2 separate regions of the Mus musculus genome follow, and region 2 is linked to region 1. Evidence: chromatin contacts called from public Hi-C data. All regions are on one chromosome and are shown on one strand. Each heading gives the region's core, a stretch centred on a gene start, on an enhancer-like site or on the middle of the called end of the contact. The rest is flanking DNA. Distances are from core to core; before and after follow the strand shown. Region 1 holds the start of H2-M3 (histocompatibility 2, M region locus 3). Region 2 holds the start of Cd2ap (CD2-associated protein).

What was found. A called contact is a pair of places that touch in the nucleus more often than the background predicts.
Region 2: a contact with region 1 is called in a Hi-C map of B cells, with 9 read pairs. The contact joins the promoter of Cd2ap here to the promoter of H2-M3 in region 1. A contact is called at or near these places in 3 of 484 Hi-C or Micro-C datasets (B cells, CD4 T cells and CD8 T cells).

The regions. Positions count from the first base shown.
Region 1 is chr17:37,266,948-37,272,182 of GRCm38.p6, forward strand. It overlaps H2-M3 (histocompatibility 2, M region locus 3), which reads left to right and starts at 3,287. Exons shown (of 8, transcript NM_013819.2): 1 at 3,287-3,387; 2 at 3,575-3,844; 3 at 4,051-4,326. The coding sequence starts at 3,315. It also overlaps the pseudogene Gm25104.
Region 2 is chr17:42,873,285-42,878,519 of GRCm38.p6, forward strand. It overlaps Cd2ap (CD2-associated protein), which reads right to left and starts at 3,140. Exons shown (of 18, transcript NM_009847.3): 1 at 3,029-3,140. The coding sequence starts at 3,032.

The DNA.
Region 1 (5,235 bases), core at 2,037-4,536:
TTAGAACACATGAAAACAACACACCAAAGACAAGTGATCTATGTCCTAGACTGAGTAAATGACTTTAGCAACAGAGGCATAGTGGTTTTGTCATTTTATTGTCCTGTATGATGTATTCAGATTAGTTGGCCTCAGAAGCAGTATGGAAATTTCACTATATTATCAGTGACTCAACACAGACAGCAAGGAGATGGCTGCCATGCACACACGTGGAGGAGAAATGTTCTCAATTAGCAATAATCTTGCCTTGGATAAACCTCATTGGCTACGATACTGCCACTGTGAAAAGCTAGGAGAAATGTTCTAAATGTAACTGTTGATGGTAGGACATTTCAAGAATCACAAATCATATTAACTGACACACATGGCCAAGGATTTGGGACTATGTACAAGAAATGATGTAAGAAGTATATCCTATTACAGTTCACAAATTATTTTTATCTTTTCTGATAATATATTCACCCCTTTCCACTATAAACACTCCTACATAGTCATGTGTTTATTTAACACCAAATATAACCTAATTTGTTACCAACACTGGAACATAACCTGCTACTTTGATGAATATTGATTTTAACAGATAATTCAGATAAGAGATGAATACTCTAATTCTTTGGTCTTTCTCCCTTCTCCTTATCTCCTCTCTCATTCTTACATGAATGCATATGCCCAACTCTATCACCAGATCCACTAAAGTCTCTCTCTCTCTCTCTCTCTCTCTCTCTCTCTCTCTCTCTCACACACACACACACACACACACATCCTGAATATATTTACAACATATCAAATGCTTGATCACACAGCCTATCCTGAGATCTGAAAGTTTCACGGACACCCAGAGTACACATCCCTCTCCCACAAATCTATAAACAAACCAGGAAAATAAAAGATTTCCAGACAGTGACTTATACAGTGAACCTACTCTGTCTATGGTGTAATTTTCACCACCTGCAATTAAAGATGTCCCCCACTTACCCTCACTCACCCATTGCTGTGGTCTAAACTTCCTTTCAACAGAGGGAAAAAAAATAAGACCCTGTAAATCCATGTGAAGGCACATTACACATAAGCCAAGATTTCAAGAGATAGAGGGTCACTAGGCCCTCTGCACATATGTAACAGTTGCTCAGCTTGGTCTTCTTGTGGGACTCCTAACGGCAGGAGCAGGGGCTGTCTCTGACTCTGTTGTCTGCCTTTGAATTCCTTTTCCCTAACTGGGATGCCTTACCTAGCTTCAGTAGGAGAATATGTGCCTAGTCTTCACTGCAAGTTGAAATGCTAAGGAGGGTTGATATCCATTGGAGGATCCTTTTGTGAGGAGAGAGGGAGGGGAGTGGAAAGGGAGAGATTGGGAAGAAAGGAGAAAGGGGAAACTGTGATAGGGATTTAAAGTATAAAAAAAAACTGAATTAATAATTTTTTAAAAAAGAGTTGAAAAGGTTAGTTCACCTGAGCTACATTGAGATTTTCACACTAGCTTGGCCTATAGGACAACTTGTCTAAGGAAGGATGGGAGTGAGGGATGAAAGAAGGGAGGGGTAAAAGAGAAAGTGAGAGATATAGAAATAGGGGGAAATGAGAGAAATTTTATGCCAGTATTACATCAGTCTAAGCTGCAGTACATACTTTAAAATGGATAGATGAATTTACTTATACTTACAATACTTAATCTCAGCAGATCTCACTTTGTGTTCTGACAGAGGGAAGACCAGAATGAACCCTCTCATACTTTCCCAGCAGCATCTTGGGCATTAACATCTTGGGGTTTTCTCTCCAAGGAATCACTCTGTCCAAATTTCATTTCCCATAAGAATCAAGCCACTCATTTTCTTTTTGTTCTAGTCATTTCATTGATGTTGAAAATAATAACATTTTGGTAAAACCTTTGGCCAATTACAAGAGAGGAAAGGGTGGCAATAATATCAAAGGTGGGGCAGCGCCACAGCAGTTCTTGAGAAATCCAACATATAGTGAATGCAGAAAGTCATGAAACTTAGAGTAATATACTGCAAATTAAAATGACGAGCTTTAAGCTGAGTTCTACTGACACCGTGGATCATTTGTGATCAAACATGGAGTCTGAACCAGGCATGGCATTGCACACCTTTGACCCCAACACTCAGGAGGCAGAGGCAGGAGGATCTCTGTGAGTTCAAGGCCACATCAACTACCAATTGAGTCCAGGACAGATAGGACTAAGAAACCCTGTCTCAAAATATAAAACAAGACAAAACAACATGGAAATTGAGCAATAGGGGTGAGAGTTTGGCTAATTTACCTGTAGGGACTGCTGTTTATATACAGCAAGTGGGCCTATTGAAATACAGCATACCATCTAAACAGTTCATTTATGACATTTGTGACTAATATGATTTCTGAGTGAAAATTGAGTAATCATATTGTCTATGGCAAACCATCAAACTGCTAAAATCAACTTTAGATTCATTAGTCTTTATCTCAATATTTTTGTTTAAATATTGTCCTTGTTTTCTATCTGCCAGAGCTATTTCCCAAATTGCCAACTGTGTTAATGAATCTGCATCCAAGTCAGTTTCCTGTGCCTACACTGATTCCAAGAACTCTTGCTTGGATCCCCAGTGGGATGGGAGGACTTTAGAGCTTGCAAACAAGAAAAACTCAGGGGCTTCCACTCCTAATAACTAAAAGGTTTGACCATAAGACCTCTTGGAACATTTCTTACCAGAGCTCCTCATCTCACTGTGTTACTGAACTCCCTAGCTGAAGACAACCTTGAACTCCTTCCAAAATCCTATATGTCCTGGAGACTGGGTTTATAAGTGTGCACCCCAAGTGATAATTATTGGTAGACCTAACTCATAAAACTTATCCATGGAGTTTGCCTGGGTCTTATTTCCAGAACTCATGTGGCAATTGATAGGACCAGTATCACAAGTTCCAGGGTGTCAGATGCCCACTTCTAGCCTCTGCTGTCACCAGGCATTCATGAGGTGCACATACATAAATATAAGCAAAACATCAGTACACATAAAACAAAACGAAAAAAAAACCGTTTTGTTTGTTTTAGAGAACATACTGATCCTAGAATATTAAAAATGTTCTAGGAAACGTGACATTAAGTACTCAGTGTAGGAGAACAGAGATCAAATCCAAGCCCAGTTTCCAGGTTTAACCCAGCATTGGAGATTCCCCCATTTCCTCTGAGGTTTCACTTCTCTGTAACTCTGTAAACTTTGTCGGGTACTTTTGCCCGGATACTGATGACGCTTCTCCAATTCCCATTCTAATTGGTTGGCGTGTACTTAGCGAATCTAATCAGGGCTACCACGGGAAGGATGGGGTCCTCAAGCAACCGCGCTCTCCTGCACATGGTGGTGGTCTCTTTGGCTGTTACCCAAACAGGTTCTGGTGAGTTCAGGGGTCGGGAAGTAAATAACCTCTAAAGAGAGGATCACGGCATCGGGACCAGGTGCTCGGGGATCCCTTTTCTGCCGGGACCTGAGTTCCGCTCCCTGCCCCACCCCCAACCCAATGCTTGTTCACTGGCCCGGGGTTATCAGGGAAGAGTTCTGAAGTTACCCTGCCTCGCCCCCAGGCTCACATTCACTGCGCTATTTCCACACTGCGGTGTCACGGCCGGGCCGTGGGGAGCCCCAGTATATCTCTGTGGGCTATGTTGACGACGTGCAGTTTCAGCGCTGTGATAGCATTGAGGAAATTCCGAGGATGGAACCTCGTGCACCTTGGATGGAGAAGGAAAGACCAGAGTACTGGAAGGAGCTGAAACTCAAGGTCAAGAATATTGCACAAAGTGCCAGAGCAAACCTTCGGACCCTGCTCCGCTACTACAACCAGAGTGAAGGCGGTGAGTGACCCTAAGCCTGGGTCAGACTCCTTCCTGTCTGTCTACTGCCAAACCAGAGTAGCCCTGGGTGCCAGGTTAGATGTTTGGAGTTGGGCTTCAGAGCTCTCAGAAACCTTTAACCGGTTTCACTTTCAGTTTAGGTCCAAATCCTGTTGGCGGGCGGAGCAGGGTGAGGTGGCTAAGGCTGACACCCTGTTTGTGGCTAGGCTCTCACATCCTGCAGTGGATGGTTTCCTGTGAGGTAGGGCCAGACATGCGCCTTCTTGGAGCCCACTATCAGGCTGCGTATGATGGCTCAGATTACATCACCCTGAATGAAGACCTGAGCTCCTGGACTGCAGTGGACATGGTGTCTCAGATCACGAAGAGCCGTTTAGAGTCAGCTGGCACAGCAGAGTACTTCAGGGCCTATGTGGAGGGAGAGTGCCTGGAGCTGCTCCACAGATTCCTGCGGAATGGCAAGGAGATTCTTCAGCGAGCAGGTATGAGGAACAACTAGGAACCACTTTTAGTAAGCAAAGATAACCCCCTCAAACATACAAGTGAGGCTCTTGATGTCTGGGGAGGGAGGAAATACCAGATCCGCTGGAATACTGCACAAGGAGGAGGAAGAGTGGTACTGGCCTTCCTGATCCAACATCAGAGAGTGACTGTCCCCAGGGCTGACCCTACTTTCAGAACATTTGAATCTGTCCCAGAATGGAAGGAGAAAACACCCTGAGATACACAACCAACCACTTCCATTCAGTCTGCAGCTCATTGTGTACCATGGCCTCTTTCAGGTCTGGTTCTCTCAACACCCCTAATGTCTTTGGAAGTCACACTGCACTAATGCTGTGAGTCTCTGCTCAACCTAATCAGGACTAGAGATGGGAAATGTGAAGCTCCCTACTAGATTTTCTCTTAGGGCTTCTATTGCTACAAAGAAACACCATGGCCAAAAGCAAGTTGGGGAAGAAAGGGTTTATTTGGCTTACCCTTTCAGCACTGTTTGTCATTGAAGAAAGTCAGGACAGAAAGTCAAATAACTGATCTACATGACATGGAGGAGTGCTGCTTCCTGTCTTGCACCCCATGGCTTGCTCAGCCTGCTTTCTTATAGAACCCAGACCTCAAGCCCAGCGATGGAACCACCCACAATGAGTTGGGCCCCACAGCATCAATCACTAATTAAGAAAATGACCTCTAGTCTTGCCTACAATTTGATCTTATGCTGTCATTTTGTTAACGGAGATTCCCTCCTCTCATATAACTTTAGTTTGTGTCAAGTTGACATAAAACTATCCAGTGCACTAACCCTGATTTTAGAACATTCCAAGGAATGGATCATGATAGGTCCCTGGATCCAGACTCCCGTATGGTGCTTACATCCCTCCTGTGCCCTAATTCTG
Region 2 (5,235 bases), core at 1,890-4,389, 5.6 Mb after region 1:
AGAGGCTAATTAACTTCCCAAGTTGCAAAGCTTGTAGGCAAGGCCTCAGGAAGTCCCTGTCCAGAGCCCTTTTCCTTTTTCAGACAGTTTCATGCAGCCTAGGAAGGCCTTGAGTGTACTGTGCGAACAAAGCTGGCCTTGAATTCTTCAATTCCTGCTTCTACTCCCAAAGTAATGCAGGTCTCGGCTTCAGAAACTCTTAACTAGCCAGCTGTGTCTCTTAAAGTGTAGAAACTATCACCTCATAAGAATCCACGATCATCTCAAAACAAAACAAACAAACAAAAAAAGATTTATTTTTATTTAGTGACAAATTAGATAAAACATGAGTATTTTAGGCTGCATTATTTTTTTTTAAATCTTACAGAGAGTGTGTGTGTGTGTGTGTGTGTGTGTGTAGGCCATGTGGAGGGGTGCCCTCATAAACCAGATGAGGGTATCAGATCCCTTGGTAAGCCACCCAATATGAATGAGAACCAAATTAGAAAGCAGAGAGAGAGCTCTTAAGAGCTCAGCTCTCTCAAGCTGCATCCTGAATTGTAAGAACTAAAGACTACTGGGTGGAAGGGACAGTAAGGCCTACAATCCCAGCAGCCAAGAGGCTGAGGCAGGAAGATCACTTTGAGTTCAAAGCCAGTCTGGACCACAGAGTAAGGAGATCTTATCTTTAAAATGCAAGAAAATGAGGGCAGGTAACAAACTCTGCAAATTACATATTAGAGGAAACTCTTTAACTTGAATTTGAGGATTTTAATGAATACACAACCAACAGATTTTTAATAGAAGCAGATTTATCTGCAAATGTTTCACAGGCCCCCAAAATAACCTTCAAAGCACAAATCTTGACAGTATGCTAAACAATTTTCCCAAGATACTCTGGCAACTCTAAAATAGATCAAAGAAACGGCGTGTGGACAGTAAATACAGGTATTATAATGTAAAATACTTTCCATACTTTCCTTAAAACCTTAGCAGGGGCCCGGGCAGGACAGTGGTGGCTCACGCCTTTAATCCCAGCACTTGGGAGGCAGAAGCAGGCAGGATTTCTGAGTTTGAGGCCAGCCTGGTCTAGAGAGTACAATGAGTTCCAGGACAGCCAGGGCTATAGAGAAAAACTCTACTGGAAAAACAAAAACAAAAACAAAAACACCTTAGCTGGGTATAGTGACTTTAATCTTAGCATTTGGGAGGCAGAGGTAGGTGGATCTCTGTGAGTTCAAAACTAGCCTGATCTATAGAGTGTGTGCCAGGATATCCAGAACTACACTGTAAGAACCTGAAGAGAAGAGACAGAGACAGAGACAAAGACAGGGAGAGGAGGTGAAGAGACAGAGACAGAAAGAGAGAAGGAGAAGACCTTATACTCAAGTATAGACCTACTGATTTTCCCCTATGCAAAAATCACAAATTTAAATGATCTCCACGGTTTAAAAGAGAGAGAGAGAGAGAGAACGGGGAAGGTGAAAGGCGATACTAATCATAGTTTCAAGCCCATCGGATAACCAGCAGTTCCAAGGACGGGTACTTAAAATAACTGCAAACTGCAAAGAACTGTCTGTTGTTTAGCACCTGGTCCAACAGTATACAAGATCCAAGGTGGTTAAAAGGGCTCACAGCAACTCAAAGTCACAAAATGATGACTCTGGACCATCAAAAGATGTTTAATTACATTCTGCATCCTGACTTAAGACAGATAAGAATTGTATACTTAATTTTAGCTTTTCATCCCAATCAGTTAAGCTAGCTTTTGATGCTTTAGAATAAGCCTGCAATTACCCCGTAAACTCAACTAATCAAGTGGAAAGGAATTCATTTCAAAGTCCCTAACAGCAAATGTTTGTCTCCTGAGTCAAAAAGCACTTGGTGTATAAAAGGTACACAAAGCAGGAGGGAAGCGGAGGGAGAATAAAATTAGAAGCTCTAAGAAAACAGAATAGCCAGTGTCTGTAAACACTAGCTAAATTTGTCTCCCACAAAACAAAGTGTGGGCACGGGGTGCCACATCAGCAGAGCTCCTGTTTTTGTTGGGCTTCTAAATCATCCGCTAGTTTCCTGAATTATTAATTTCAGTAATGGTTTTAAGCAGCATCGACTCTGGAGTGAGAACGTGATAATGTCTTTCTGATTTATACCACAAAACCAAATACTGGTCTTACACTTTTTGCCTTGTGGTAACACCAAGCTGGGGGCGGGGGGGCGGGGGAGAAACATACTTTTACTTTACTTTTAAATTATAACCATTCGAGGGAGCTCGTGTCTAGCCCAGACGCAACTTATCAAAAGAACTGTTACACCACTGAACAAAACTCCTTTTCAAAGAAGTCCGCTGCGACGCTTGCTCTCTCTCTCTCTGACTCCAAACGAAAACCTGAAGAACGCACAGAAAAACAACCTTGTGGCCCCGGTACTTTTGCTCGCCTCCAAGAAGGAAGTCTCCCTCCAAACAGGAAACAGCAAACAGCTCCTCCAGAGGTTCCAACTGGGAATCCTAGAATAACCGAACCCCTAACCCAGTCCTCAGGAGGAGGAAATTCGCCGCGCTGCTAGGTGCCAACACACCTGACAAGGCAGACGACGAATACCAGGAAAAACGATTTCAAAAAACTGACCCACGAAAAGAGGAAGGGGAGAGAAGTCACAAATCACTGCCAAAAAGCCCAGCCGATCGCAAAGAGAATTAAGTTTCTTCCTGTGCTTCCAATTCTCTATGACAAAATGTCTGTGTGTGTGTGTGTGTGTGTGTGTGTGTGTGTGTGTGTGTGTGTGCGCGTGCATAGTAGATGTGGGGGTGTGAGTGCATTCTTTTTTAAACCAATCTGTACCAAGCCACCGAGTAGCAGAGCTGCAAGTGCCACTTTCTCAAGTTCGCGATCGCCCTCCCCCATGGAAGTCAGGGGCTCCCAGAGGGCGCAGGGCAACGGGTCACGGGTTCGAGCCCCGCTGTCCCGCACAAGGACCGACGAGGGGAGAGCCCGATTGGAGCCGACCCGCGTGCGAGGAGCCCAGTGGCCGGCGCGGTAGTGCTTACCCATGCTGCGGCTCTGGCGGGGAGAGCGCGGCCCCGCGGCCCCTTCTGTGCACCGGCTCAGGCGCGGCGGGGAAGCGACTCCATCCGCCCGCGGCGCGCTTGGCCGCTCCTCACGCCCGGCCTCGGCCGCAGCCCCGGCAGGCGGGGGTGGGAGGGGGGGTGGAGAACGGGGTCCGCGCCTGAGCACAGGGCGCACTCAGCCACGCTCCCGGGCCGCTTCCGCTCGCAGCTGGCTGAGGCACTTGGCGGGGTCTCGCACGGTCAGCCCGCACCCGCTCCCTCGGAGGCGGAGCGCGCCACGCTCGAGAACGCGGTGGCAAGCCACGGGCCCAGTGTGAAGAGAGTCGGGACCCGGCTGGGGCGAAATCTCGCGAGAACGATCTGGGATTCCCGGCCACGCCCCCTGCGGCCCCCGCGCGCGCCACCCAGGCTCCGGCAGCTGGTGCCAGGTGCGGTGACGTCACGCGGGGGCGCGCGCCACCATCCTCCAGGTGTGGCGGGCTGCGGGCACTTGGTCTCCCTGGGGTGTACGACACAGCTGGCTGCCCGGCCCATACAGATACCAAAGGGGTTCTGCAAAATGAGCCCCGGTTACCCCACTTTCTTTTTTCTTTCTTTTTTATTTATTTTTTTTTTTTGCAAAGGTGTCGCTTGTGAGAGATCTAAAAGAGAACAGCTATGGGAGCGAGAACTTCGAAGTTCAAGGCGGGGTCCCCTTCCCCCCCCCGCAAATGTGGGGACCCCACAGTTCACCTACAGAGTTCCCTGCGGGTCAAAAGCAATGTTTTTCTTTGGGGTGGGTGAGAAACGCAGTGAATTTTTCATAGGCATACATTATTGTATTCCTTGAGTCTCTTGTTGGCCAAAGATGACTTCCTACACCCTCTTTTGAAATAGAAATCGTTCTAAATTAGGCATCGTGGTTTGAAACATTGCCAGGCATTATTTTTTTTTTCCTCTAGAGTCAATATGAAGGCCGGCGTAGGATTATTGTAATCAAACACGAGCTTTCTTCAACTTATTGACAAATTTAATTAATATGACCTTAATTTTCCTCCCCTCCTATTTGAAAAAGTCAACTTCAAGGCCTGAGCAAGTATGGGGGAGCAACGTGTTGACTGCCAACTATTGTGCCTAGTGTTGGTTTTTTGTTTTTTTTTTTTTTTTCAAGAAATTACGCCTTTGAATTCTCACAGCTACCGGACACTTAAACTGCTTTGCCCGTTGGAACCAGGCCGACTTGGGTCTCTGAAACTCAGCTCTGCCGTTTATTTTTTTGTAGGTCCCTGGGTGAATGAACCTGACTGGAGCTTTAGCAGTTAATGTGTTAAAAGAAATGTTTATTTACAGTGTAGAACAAGAGTAGAGACTTTGTAAATAGCCATTCCCACTCCCTCCTATAGCCCCGCTTTGAGCATCTTTCACTACTCCTAAAAAGATTGCCAATGGTGAATTCTGAAGCAAAACTTGTAGAAACAAGTGGATAAAACAGTTGCAATTAGTTCTGTGCAAGAAGAAACAAGGAAAACATTTCATTTGCACAAATAAACAAGATGTCAGCAGGGTATCACTGAACTCACTTGCCTTGTATTAGTCAAAGACTATTTATTGAGCAATACGTTCATTGTCTCCTCCCAAGCAAAGAACACAAATAAAAAATTCATAGCCCTTATCCTTCGTGACTTTGCATTCTGTTTCAAAGGCAAGACATGAACACAAAACAACTTAATAAACAGCCTAAAGTAGACCAAGTTGGGTTGTAAGAACCTAAAAGAAATTAAGTTATGACCAGCAAGGGAAGTCTCAAGGAGAGAGGCTGCACAGAGAAGTAAAACCAAAAACTCTCACAGTTCTAAAGCTAGGAGTGTCTTCCAAAGATAAAACCATGAAATCCAGGATTGTATTTATTTTTACATGTATGTGTTCCACATGTCGGTGCACCACATGCTTGCCTGTTCCTGTGGAGACTAAAAAAGGTCCATAAATCCCCTAGACTGGAGTTCCAGGCAAGTTTGAGCCACCAGATGGGAGTGCCAGGAACCAAACCCAGGTCCCCTACAAGAGCAGCAGGTGCCTTTAACAGCTGAGCCGGCAAGATGGTTCTTTGGGTAGCCAATGGATTCTTTTCACTCTGACCATTTACACACACACACACACACACACACACACACACACACACTTTTTAATCTTCTGCACAGTGAACATGT